Regions from separate parts of the Sus scrofa genome. Here region 2 is linked to region 1. A link is a contact called in public Hi-C data. All regions are on one chromosome and are shown on one strand. Each heading gives the region's core, a stretch centred on a gene start, on an enhancer-like site or on the middle of the called end of the contact. The rest is flanking DNA. Distances are from core to core; before and after follow the strand shown.

Region 1 (6,586 bases), core at 2,869-5,368:
TCATCAAATGGGTGGAGCACCAGTGACTCTTTCATGTGAACATCAAATACTGCATTTCTGATCCAGAGAAAGAAATAATATCTGAGAGACAACATCGGTGAGGTTTCAAGCCCTTAAGAATCATGTATTGTGGTGATATCACGTTGTGTCATGTTTTGGTTTGGGATTTATGCAATCATGTATTCCAAATTGTATGTGAAACTCCAACCCCTAAGTGCTGGGGTTATTGGGAACAAGTCCATAACCTTTTACTTCTGGAGCTTGGCAAACCACCTCTTCTGCAAGTCAAGTGGTGCCTTCTTACCCATCTTAATCGACTGAGGCTGCAGACGCCCCCTGGCCGCCTGAGCTGTTAGGTGAGCAGGAGCAAATGGGCAGCAAAGCCCCTGAGCAGGTGAAACCGCTCATCAGGGGGAACTGCTAGGACCATGGGGATGAAATCTGACCCAGCAGTGCTGCTCCCATGGGAGTCCCTGAGCACCTCACAGCAGCAAAGCCCTAAACCCCTAAGCCCACTTCTGAATCCACTTCTCTAGGTGTGGCTTTTTAAACAACTACCCTAGAGTCTTGGAGCCCTGAAAACTCATACAGTGCCCCCAGCCAGCCTCTACTCTGGGGTGCACTTGGCATTCCTTCCCTGGAGTATGAGTCAGACAGTCCACGTAAGACCAAGAGGCTGTGGCTGGTAGGAAGTCAGATTCGTGTCTGGGAATGATTTCAAAGAATATGATGCAAGAGGAAAAAGATCCCAGATTGTCATCAGTATTCATTACGTTATTATCAACTAACTTTTCCTCTTATCTTCTGTTGATCATGTATCCTCAGTTGACCATTTTACTACCTATAGCTTCCCTGCTCCCACCTACCCCAGGAAGTCCTACTCCATGTTCAGTTATTATTATAACCATTGTATTATTTTTATTATTATTAGTCCTGAACTTTCGGCTCTTCCTCTCCTCTAGTTTTCTTACCCCAAGATTTAAACATGATCCCATCTCTTGGGGGGAAACAAGTTGGCCAGGGATACGCCCCTCCCCCTAGCGACCCCCCACACCTATGTGCTCCTGTGGAGGTAGAGGTCTGCCCAGGGGCCCTGCCCCCTCCCCCCCCCAACACTTACGGAGACTTATCACCAAGGTCACTGGTTATCTTCGCCTCACCCAACCTCTAGACACCATCCCCATTTATTAAATATATTTTCCAGATTACATCGGCCATGTATCTAATTTTGGCAAATACAAAAAGTTAAAGAATACAATTAAAGTCATCCACAGACCGGCCTCCATACAGCAAAGGTTAACTCTGTGGGGTATTTGCTTCCATGCGCCTTATACACGTTACACGTAATGCATTGACATCCCCTACTTCCATAGCTGACTTTCCCAAAGGTGCGTCTTGTCTGGGCTGCTGAACCCCATGCATAGGGAAGCCCAGAGGGTGGGAGACTCTCCCAAGGTCCCAGGGAGAGTGGTGGAACCCACGCTGATGTCTCTGAAACCAGAGAACCCGATCACTGTCATTTCTTGCCTTGCGCTTTCTTCCTACTCATAACAAATCATAATAATTTTTCCATGTCATTAAAATACACTCCGTCATGGTGCCATCCCCTTGCTTCTACTGGGTGTACTGTTCCCCTGGTGATGGAAATTTAGGTCACTTCTAATTTTTCCTATGAAATGAATACCTTTCGAGTATATATCTTCTAATGTGTTTCTGGCGGCTTCCTTTATCTAGAATTCTCCAAAGCCAATTCATTGGGGCAACAGCGATAATATTTAAATATCTTGTTATATTACAGCCACATTGTTTTGCAGGCAGGAAAGTGATTTTACAGCCCCGCCCCCAATCACATGAGAATGTCTGTCCCACTAGGCTCTTCCCAACATCAAATGCTGTCATCTGAAAATATCCCCCTCCATTCTGCCCGATGTTTCATTGTTGCTGGGGTTGGGATTTTATTGTTTTTATTGCTAGGAAGGCTCATCGTATTTTTATGCCTATTGATGATTTGTGTTTTTGTGCTTATGGAGGATTTCTGTTTGGTGGTTTTGGATTCTTTTGTCCATTTTTCAACTGGGTTTTGTATTGTTTCACCTGGTGGTGTGGTTTTATTACTTTTTCTTAGCGTGTGATGTGTCGACGCCTTTCTCCCTGGTGTGACCTTCACTTCCTCCTCCTCCTGGTTGTCCGGCTTTTCCAGTTTACCCCCCTTTTGACCGAGGCTCCTAGGGGTTCCCTGTGGCCTCTGCCCTCTCCAGACCCCCCTGGAAACCCTGTGTCCTTCTCCTAATGCCCCGTCACACTTAAGCCTTAACTCCTGAATGTGTGTGGGAGATGGATAAACCAGACACGGTACATGAGACCGTGTGAAGAGCGCCTGGACTCACAATGAGTCAACTCGAATATCACCTGGCCCCAGAAAACGGGTTAGAAACTAATACCGAATAAGGGCATTTGAAATGTTGGACTGGGCAAGTTTCTGCACTTCTTACACAGCTTTCCCATTTCTTATTTGACTGAAATACGATTAAAAAGCAAAAAATCGGGGGGTTCCCGTCGTGGTGCAGTGGTTAACGAATCTGACTAGGAACCATGAGGTTGCAGGTTCGATCCCTGGCTTTGCTTAGTGGGTGAATGATCTGGCATTGCCGTGACCTGTGGTGTAGGTCACAGACTCGGCTCGGATCCTGCGTTGCTGTGGCTGTGGCTAGGCTGGTGGCTACAGCTCCGATTAGACCTTTAGCCTGGGAACCTCCATATGCCACGGGAGTGGCCCAAGAAATGGCAAAAAGACAAAAAAAAAAAACAAACAAACAACAAAATTCACTTTTTCCATTGCAAAGAAATAAGCAGGTTATTTATTTATTGCCAGCAAATGAAATCCTCTCCTAGCCATTGAAACCCCCTCCTCCCCCCGCCACTTCGAAGCCATTTGCTGTATGGGGAGCGCAGTAAATACTTGCAGGATTGATCTGTGGTTTTACGATAATGTATGTAAAGTACCAATTAATACTCGGAGCCTCTCTGTGAAACGCCTGGGGAGAGAAGTAAAAGAGGCAATGCTGGTTTTAAACAGCCTGGCCCGAGGGTTCTGAGCGGGCTTTAAAGAGAGTCCAGCCTCTGTGGGGTGGAAGGCGGAGGCGGGGGGCGCTGGCTTGGATGTTGGGCCTGGCTGTCTGGACAGAGGAGCCAGGCTCACAGATCGGGAGCTGTGGGTCTCAGGCCTCTCCACCTGCAGGGGGTGTGGAAAGCGAGGAGGAAGTAATTTGCGAACCAAAGAAGGATCTGGCGAATGGGAGGGAGTATTACATGATAACTTTAAATTATTCACTCAGTCAATATGGGGACAGTTCTACTCTGTGAATTGTGCCAGATTCTGGGAATAAGCGGAACAGATAGATCTGTTTTCGTTTGTTTCTTTATTTGTTTTATTGGCTGTGTCCGTGGCACATGGAAGATCTCAGGCCAGGGATTGAACCTGTGTCGCAGATGCAGCCTGAGCCAAGGTAAAGGGAACTTCTTGATAGAGCTGGGGTTTTTTTTTTGTTTTTTTTGTTTTTTTTGTTTTTTTGGTTTGTTTATTTAATTTTTTGGCTGCTCCACAGCATATGGAGTTCCAAGGCCAGGCGTCAGATCCAAGCTGCAGTTGTGACCTATGCTGCAGCTGTGATGACTCTGAATCCTACCCACTGTGCTGAGCTGCGGATCAGACCTGCACCTTGGTGCTGCATCAGGAGCTCTGAGATATAGTTTTTGACTGAAGCAGGGGGACAGGGGCCAAACAGACCATGGGACAAATCAGGATACTTACGGCTTGGTGGAGAGTAGAAGGTGCTTCCAGAACAGGTCACTGGGCATTTGTGCCAGCCTGGGCGTCACAGGCACCTCCCTGGAGAAAGAATGCATAAGGCTGGGAGGGTGAGCAGGAGATAACCAGATGGGGAGTGTTTGGGGTGGAGGCGTCCAGACAGACGGTGGGATCCAGATGGCAAAGAAGGGGTTCAGAAGGAGAGGGAGGTGGGTGCAATCTGGCTGGGGAAGTAAGCAGGGCCCAGGTGGCAAGCTGCAGAGGGTGAAGGGGGTGGGGCTGCCACTTGGATGTGGTGATTGGGGGGGACATGCAGCAGTCCCAGGAGGAGACACAGGAAGGTGGGGTGTAGAAGACAGATGATGCTTTTGTTCTAGAAATGTGTTTGCTGCATCTGCTGGACAACAGGGGATGTGTAGCAGCTCTTGGGGACACGGGGCTGAGATAGTGTTGGGAGACAAGAGGGATAGAGGATTCCTGCCGCTGGGATGGGAGGGTCTGAGCAGCAGAAGAAGGGAGGGTGGCCCAGAGCCATCTCCATGGCAGCTGAGGCTTCTGTGATGCCCAGACTAACAGTCTGCTCCTGAGCCTGGGAAGGAATTGCTGGGTGTCCCTGGGACCCATGTGCCAGCTCCAAGTGTCAGGCTGACTCAGAGCACACCGGCCCTCAAGGCCGATTCAGGGTTCCTGTCCCACTTGACGCCATTGGATCAGGTCAGGGCTCTCACAGCTGCCACAAGGAGCTACTTACAGTTCTCCAAGTTCCTTTACTCCAGATCCATTAACTGGGGAGGAGCCAGGGAGCACGTCTTGTGTGTGCGTGTGGCGGAGGGTCTGGGATGCCCGGCCCTACCTCCCTTAGGAGAGGGGCCCCCAGGAGGGCCCTGCCCAGGCATCAGTGGCCATGGATCCAGTACCAAGAAAACAGAGCTCAAGCTGGGTCCCGGAGGACAAGGAGGAACGGGGAGAGGAGAGCAGCGGCGGGGTCCAATTGCCTGATGCGAGCAGGCGGATGCGCGTGAGGCACAGCGCATGGCGACGGGGGAGAAGAGGGCAGCCCTTTCTCCGCTCGTGACCCCATCTTACCCCCACCCCCATCCTTTCACAGGAGAAGAGATGTCCTTCAAGGGCGCCCGGCTCAGCATGAGGAACAGGAGGAACGGCATGCTGGACAGCACGCGGACCCTGTACTCCAGCGCATCTCGGAGCACAGACGTGTCCTACAGCGAGAGCGTGAGTTCAGGGCCCTTCCGCGCCCCCACTGCCCTTGTTATGTCAGAAAGCATCATTTTGCAGTTTGGATTCTTTGCAAACCAATACCCCTTCTTTAGAAAGTTCATTTCTCAACGGATAGTATTTCGTTTGTGGATTATTTATACGGAAGGTAGAGGCATTTTCTGAGCTGCTTTTTAAGCGTTCTGTTTTCAAGATTGTGGCTTGTAACCATAGCACGTTGTTAAACAACCCACTTGTTAACTGACTTTTACAAAGTCTTAAATACTGCACTTTCGATGTTTGTTTTACTACGTAGTGCTTGGTAGTCTGGCTTCCAGCCTTGTGGGTTCACCCTGAATATGAGTTTTGAATTGAAATCCTTTTCTTCGACTCTGGCGGGAGCTCGTTCTGGGTCTGCCTTTGCTCTTGCTGTAGCCTCGAGCTGTGCTCTTCGGCACGCGTTTCTCCTTGTTCCAAGCCTGCGTGCATGTGGCCTTCAGGACTTCCCATTGTAGCGACCTCACACCTGGTCCTTGCTTAGGGATGAGCGGACTCAGGGTGGGGGCGTCCGCAGAAGGCCCCCCCTTTGTGCTGCACTGCCCCTCCCACCCCAGTCTTTGGCGACACCTCGAGGGTGTCTGGTCCTTGTCAGGGCGTAGCGAATGCTCTCATTGGTCAGCAGGCACTCCGTCTGACACCAGGGTTTCTCTCAACTGCAGTGTTAAAAGTCTGGGAGGTGGCCAACTTTGGAAGGCGGAGGGATGGGGCGGCGCTTCGGGGGTGCTGGGCCTGTCAGTATTTTGATGTGATTGGCGGAGTGCACTTGCCACTCCCCACATGGAGCACCTCCTTCGAATCTGCACCTGCTGTCAACTTGGCCCCAGTCCTGTGCGAATTACACGACAGGCAAAGCATGCTGGTGGCCTCTCCAGTGTCCCCTGCTCCCGCTCCCAGCAGGGAGAGCCCCCTGGGAGGGCAGAAAAGACCTTTCGAGATCACACTTGGGTGCAAGCCCTGGTGCCTCTGGGAGACAAAGGCTGCCTCTCTCTTGCCCCGCTCCTTCCGGTTCCCACCGGATTTCTAGATGGATTTCTTGCTCCCTTCAAATCTCTCACCCTTCAGAGATGCCAGCAGCCCTGTGGGTAGAACTTCTGAGACGACCCAAGTACATCCCAGTGCTGGGTGGGTACGGTTTGAGCCCGAGGACACACCTCTCAGCAAAGTGAATTTTCAGAGAGTTTTTCACAAGGCAGTTTTTGTCACCACCCTTCCGCCACCATCATTAATCTCACAAGCTTATACATCTGTTGAGTTTTCTTCATCTGTGTTCAGAAGATTTAAAATCAGTGAAGAGCTTAGAAAGTATTTTGAAGGAGAAAAGGTGGTGGTGATTGCGACCCAACACCTTTGCTTGTGGGAGGGCGGATGCATCCAGAAGGAATATTCAGAACATACCGTCTTTTGCAAAGCAAGCGTAAGAGGAATGAGAATCTGCAACACTAAATGATTTATGCTAAACTGTCAACACATGCTTATATTCCCCCAGTTGCCTTAGAGTCAGAA
Region 2 (6,586 bases), core at 2,296-4,795, 97 kb after region 1:
AGGTCTACCAGACAGGACAGAACTCTGCAGAGGCATTTTTAGTAGTAATTGCTTTTCACCACTAATCAGTGGCTGCTCTGCGTGCCCAGTGTCACTGTTTATTGTAACCAAGCGAATCTGAGAAATAAAATGATCTATCCTCGTGCCAGCAAGCTACAGACCAAATCAATAGCCCTGTGCTGGCAACATTATTTTATTGCTGTCTCCTTAATCTCCTCTACTCTTTTGCCATTACTTTTATCATTACTGCTCATTTAATGAGACCCTGGAGTTTGGAGCCAGATGGTGTGGTTCGTTAAATCTGGAAGAGTCTAATGGAATTGAGTTCAAACCCGGTTAACAGTAACAGCATCACAAATCTTTGTGGTCATCAACCCAGAGCGCATTGTTTTGTGTGCTTTTTAGGCACCAGAACTCAGTGCAGGCTTCAAAGACATGGAGTAAGGTTCAGAGAGACAAAGTGTGCTCACGCACCATACATTCTTTTATTCATTCACTCACTCATTCATTCACCAAACATTTAATCACGTTCCTATCTGAGTGTTGTCCTATGGGATCAACAAGACGAGCACGGTTCCCGCCCTGTGGAGCTGAGAGTCTACGAGGGGAGAAGGAAAATATCAGACAAACAAGCAAGCTTTCTCTGCCCGTGTTAAGAGCTAGGAGGGAAGAAGCAGAGAGCGGATGTGGGGGGAGGGGATGTGTGAGGTGCAGGTGGGTGGTCAGGGAAGCTCACTCTCCAAAGAGGCAGCTAATTTAAACTGAAATCCTAATGATGGGAAGTAGAGGAGGAGGGGAAGCCAGGGGAATGTCATGGATTGTTGCCTGTTGGAAGGAATGGTGCAGGCAAAGGCCATGGGACAAAAGTTGCCTGGTGTCCTTGAGGAACTTCAAGGACACTTGTGTGGCTGGAACCCAGTGTAGGAAGGAGAGTGGCCCCGGATGGGGCCAGGAGCTGCTGGACGCAGAGATGCTGCATGAGGCAATGAGCATTTAGGCACTGAGATATTCTGGGGATTTAAAAAAATTATTAGAATATAGCTGATTTACAATGCTGTAGTCATTTCAGGCATACAGCAAAGTGAATCATATATATATATATATATATATATATATGTATATATATTCATTCCTTTTCACATTCTTTTCCCATATAGGTTACTACACAGTATTGAGTGGATTTCCCTGTGCTACACAGTAGGTCCTTGTTACTTATCTATTTTATATATAATAGTGTGTATATATTAATCCCAAACTCAAAATCCCAAACTAATTTATCCCTTTGATAACCATAAATTTGGTTTGGAAATCTTTGAGTCTGTTTCTGCTTTGTATCCTTCTAAAAATCTACCTTTGGGCCTTTGTGCTGGTGAACAAAACTTGGAGGAAGACGCCCTTCCGGGTGAGGGCAGTCAGAGCATGATTCCAAACCTGGGTGCAGAGGGCAGGCAAAGCAGAGTTGACATGTTGATTAATGAAGTGGCCTCATGTAGTGGGAGTTGTTGAAATTATGTGTCACTGCACTTCCTGTAAGGCCCATCTTTGGTGTTAAATCTCTCCAGTATCTCTTCTTCCCCATCCTCCTCCTCTGACTCCTCCTCCTCTTCTGTCTCCTCCTCCTTGTTGGTAGCAAGGCCCGGTCTGCCTCTAGGGAACCGGGCCACCCCACACCATGTCCTTGGTAAGGGGCTGCAGTCCCTTTCCCAGTAGTCTTCTGTCTGTCCTTTCTTTCTGACTTGAGTCTCCTTCTCTCCTGGCACCTGTCATCCAGTTTGAAGATATGCCCGACCACCTGGGAACCAAAGTCCAGAGAACTGAGCAAACTGTCAATGGCCCCACCACCTCCAAGAATTCTCAGAGCAATTTATGCCTCTCTCATTGGCCCTTCTATGTGCCTTGTTTATAAGCAGCATGAGCTAGATGATTAGTTCTTTTAGATGTTCCCTGGACCACTTGCCTATTACATAGCAGCTACTAAAAAATATTTATCGAATTGAATTCTTACTAGCAGTTACCATTTATCGAGCAATTCATTTGCCAAGTGTTCTTCCAAGGGCTTGTGATTTAATTTTTATATGATGGTTCATTTTATGTGTCAGCTTGGCTCTGGTGCCCAGATATTTGGCCAAGCATTATTGTGGATGTTTCTGTGATAATTTTTAGGAGAGATTAACTTGTAAGTCAGTGGATGCTGAGGAAACAGATTATTCTCCTTATTATGGGTGGGCCGCATCCAGTCAGTTGAAGACTTGACTATACAAAGACTGACCTCCCCAGCAGGAAGGCATTGTGGCAGTAAATGGCCTTTGGACTCAACCTGCAACTCTTTCTTGGGAATCCAGCCTTCCAACCCATCTGAAGATTTTGAACTTGCCGTGCCGTGCCGTCGCACAAACTGAATCCTTGAAAGCAATCTCTCTCTGTCTCTCTGTGCCTCTCTGACTAATAGTTCATCTTTACATTGAACCATTTATGCTCACCTTATCGGTGAGGAAGTTGAGGTTCAGAGGCATTGAGGATGATGCCCACAGATATACCCCTGACAAAGGTAGAGCCAGGATTCTGGTCCAGGTGTTTCTGAATCCTAGAACAAGTCAGCTTCTTACACATGAATTCAAAGAATGAGACCACCATGAGCTGTATGTCACACAACCTGTATTTACTGTAAAGCATCTCTTCTTCTTAATGATTCATAAACTACCTTCAGCTCTTACAGCGCATGAGAATCATCAGTATGCAAACATCTCATTATCCAGGTGAGGTGCAAAAATATCCATTAGCAGAGAAGGTTGGTGGGCAGGAGCTGTGTCACCACTGTTGACTGCAGATGATCTTGGTTGGCGTTTTTAGTTCCTACAGAGTAAAGTCTCTCCTTTATAATCATAATTTCCAGTAAGATCGTGAAATAACCACACAGTGTTTGCAAACAGCCAACTGCGAAATCTTTAGGAGCATGGAAGGGAACTAAGTGGATGACAATTTGAAATTAAGTATTTTGCGGAAACAAACTCACAAACATAGAGAAGAGACTGCGGTTGTCAAGAGCAAGAATGGGGGAGGGATGGATTTGGGAGTCCGGTATTAGTGGATGCAAGCTATTGGGTAAACAGCAAGGCTACTGAATAGCACGGGGAACTATATTCAACATCCTGTGATGAACCATAACGGAAAAGAATGTGAAAAATGATACCTGTATGTGTTTAACTGAATCACTTAGCGGTCCAGCAGAAATTCACACATTGTCAAGCAACCATATTTCAATAAAATAAATTTAAAAAATTATCTGTTTCGTTGAAAGTAAGATGACACTCCCTCCTTCTAAGACAAAATGAAATAAAGGGAACTAGGCCGTCCATGTGAATGAAATTAAAATAGAGAAAAACAAATAGTGCCCATGGAATCCTGCCTCTTGGCTGCTGTCTGGCTGCAGGTTAAAGTCCCGTGGTGAGGTTGAAATTTCAAAAGTGGCCCCAAACTGGACCTTTCCACAGGAAGAGCCAGCAGAAAATATTGACTCTTCGGGATCAATTATTTCTGCTAAGGCTGCCGTCTGCTCCAGTCAGAGAGAGAGAGCAAGCCAGGTCACATTTGATAAAGAGCTGTTTTCAGGGCGACTTGTGGCCCCCAAAGGCACAGGGACGGTCTCCCTGGCTCTGAACTGAAGCTGTTCTTCCCAACATGGAGAAGAGGGCGATGAGGATGTTGGCGATGTTTGTCCTGGGAACGAGCTTCTGGTCCTGTGCAGGTAAGGGGCTCAGAGACAGGGCCACCTGCACCTAGTGATGTGGAGCTGCCCCACCCGTGTGCCCTGTCTCACCGTGTCCCCGCGTGCTTGGGCGTCCAGGTTTTCCCGTGTATGACTACGACCCATCTTCCCTGAGGGAGGCTGTCGGCGCCTCCGTGGCCAAAGTGAATTCCCAGTCGCTGAGCCCCTATCTGTTTCGGGCCTTCAGGAGCTCACTAAAAAGGGTAAGTGCCCCTTTTGTCTTCTCTAATCCTCTTTATTCTTCCTTCTGGTTTTCTTTCTTTTGTCATTTTGGGTGTACGAAATTTCTTTTTGGTCTTTTTGGGGCCTCACCCTTGACATATGGAGGTTCCCAGGCTAGGGGTCTAGTTGGAGCTGCAGCCACTGGCCTACACCACAGACACGGCAACACCAGATCCGAGCTGCATCTGTGACCTATATACCACAGCTCACAGCAACGCCAGATCCTTAACCCACTGAGCGAGGCCAGGAATCAAACTCACATCCTCATGGATACTAGTCAGATTCATTTCCACTGAGCCTCGATGGGAAAACCTGGGGGGTACAAAAATACTTAAATTTCAACTGAAAATGTTTCCAGTTTAAAATGAAGTTAAAGTTTTCCAGTTTAAATTTAATTTTTCATGGAAAAAATTTCCAGTTTAAACCGATAGTAGCTGCTCAGCTCCCTCACACTGTTTTGTTTTTTTGTTTGTTTGTTTGTTTTGATAGAGAAAGGATTTAATTGCTATTATTGTCATAAAGCTTTCAGAGCTCCTTTGCAAGCCTGATTCTTCTGCCGTTTTCTTCCCTCTGGCCTCATTTCCTATTTCCAGATGTTACCCTCCGCATATCCTGCTTCTGTACCCAAAGTCTCCATGGTTCCTCTTAAGATGTTTTATTAAAAACTGCCTATTTATTAGAAATAAGGCTTTTTCAAGTTCAGTGGTTCTGCTCCTAATACTTAGAGGAAATAAATTCTGGCTTTTGAGCCAAAGAAAGCCCCTTTCCTTTGTCAGTTTGGTAATAGTCTGTTTCCTGTTATCTTTGGGAAATGGAAAAAGATGAATTTTCATGGGCTTCCAATGACTACGGCTGTGATTGCCAAAGAAAGAGACAGAAACATCCTTCAAAGGAAATGAGAAACGAAGCAGCAGTTGGCCTCCCTCTTAGCTGGGCCCCAAGTGATTTCACTGCTTGTTCATCATCCTGTGTAAGGTGGGAGCAGAAATACCTGCCAGCGAGTTTAGGTTAAGATGGGAGGTGAGCAGGTTCTAGAAAGTTCCAGGTCCTATGAATTAGAACTCGTTGCAGCCAGGATGCCTGGAAACTTGGAACCACATGGACACGGCCAGGGGTCCAGGCAGCAGCTGCTTCCTCGCAGAGGCCCAAAGGCTGGATTCCTCTCCACCTGGTGCTTGTCTCTCCCATCCCTGCTGGGTGCCACCCTAGGGTGCAACTTGTTTGCTCCCTCTCCTTCTCCTCCTGTGAAGGTCACACAGGTCACGGCTTCTTAGATCCAGTCCATATAGTGCATTCATTTTGACCCTTCCTTTTCAGAAACTGGCCCCATTTCTCCCATCCAGATTCCCAGGAAATTAATCGAATTGTCCCAGTTATCTTTTCTAATTGGGCCATAGGTCACGAAGATGATGCTGTAGCTAGGCGTCCAGCCCAGAAGCAGGCTGTTGTGGCCAGAGTGAGATCACTTGGGCTGGATGTGCAGGTGCAGGTTTGGCCAGCTGCCAAGCTGAAGGGTGCGTTCCCTCTAGTAGTGTAATAAAAAGTATATCTCCCTTGCACATGGCTCTGCTGGCCTCCGTCTTTCACACTGAATGAAATCCGTGTGTGGTGTGGTGGAATTGGTGTCCTCTTGCCAATAAACAGTTTAAATTTACTTGCGATTTGGCTAGTTCTCACTACAGACAAAAGTTAGTAGTTAATTAAAGGCATAAGAGCATGAGGACAGATCCCCAAAAAGTCAGTTCCTGACACCATGGAAATCTTGTCCGTGGAGATGGGCTGGCGGGAGGTGTAGTCGCCAGGGCTCATTTGAGCCTGTGAACCATCTTGGTATCCAAGACCTGAGTCCAGACACAATGGCACCTTATGTATGCGGGTGTGTGATCCTTAATGAGAACACACTTAGGAGGAGGTGCCTCTCCGCCTCCTGCGTGCCGATCTTCCATCTGAAAGTCTGCCTGTTCTTGCTTCTCCCCAGCCTTTACTCATTACTCAGATTCATCAGCCAAGTTATATTCACCATGTCTCTTCCATGAAAAATTCCTTTCTTCTCCCAGTGGAAGGAAAACCCTCCTCCTTTGATCTGTCCTGGTGATGTTTTTATCTTCTCAGAAGTCGCTCACATTTTGCTTTATTGTATGTGTTAGTTACACCTTCTACAAATGCACTAAAGATGGCCCCAAACGGGCCAATTCCTTCCATGCCAGGAGACATGAAAATTCCCCCCAGAGCTATGCAAAACCCTTAAGAAAGAGATGAAGGAACAGATCATTGGCACAGAGCATACGAAACAATTCACTGAAGGAGAAGCACAAAAGGGCTCAACACATTTGGAAAAAGACTTCACCTCTCTGATAGCCAACAAAATCAGAATTAAAATAACAAGGTAGAAAGGAAGAAAAACAAAGTGAAAAGGAAATGCCAGCACTGCTAGAGAGGGTGCGATGAGGTAGAAGTATCTTTGGAAAGCGATTTGGAAATATGTATTAAGCGTATTTATAAACACATTCAACACTGAAAATAAATATTTATAACATTTGAGCTCATAGTTTCATTTCTAGGAGCATGCTCAAAGGCAATGATGGTTTGGTCATCTTT

The links. A called contact is a pair of places that touch in the nucleus more often than the background predicts.
Region 2: a contact with region 1 is called in a Hi-C map of liver, with 13 times the contacts expected there. The contact joins the promoter of SPP2 here to the promoter of TRPM8 in region 1. A contact is called at or near these places in 1 of 5 promoter capture datasets (fetal skeletal muscle) and 1 of 47 Hi-C or Micro-C datasets (liver).

The regions. Positions count from the first base shown.
Region 1 is chr15:134,181,198-134,187,783 of Sscrofa11.1, forward strand. TRPM8 (transient receptor potential cation channel subfamily M member 8) reads left to right here and starts at 4,119. Exons shown (of 28, transcript XM_021074741.1): 1 at 4,119-4,149; 2 at 4,917-5,041; 3 at 5,459-5,534; 4 at 5,743-5,929. The coding sequence starts at 4,119.
Region 2 is chr15:134,279,241-134,285,826 of Sscrofa11.1, forward strand. It overlaps SPP2 (secreted phosphoprotein 2), which reads left to right and starts at 3,546. Exons shown (of 8, transcript NM_213780.1): 1 at 3,546-3,745; 2 at 3,845-3,969. The coding sequence starts at 3,679.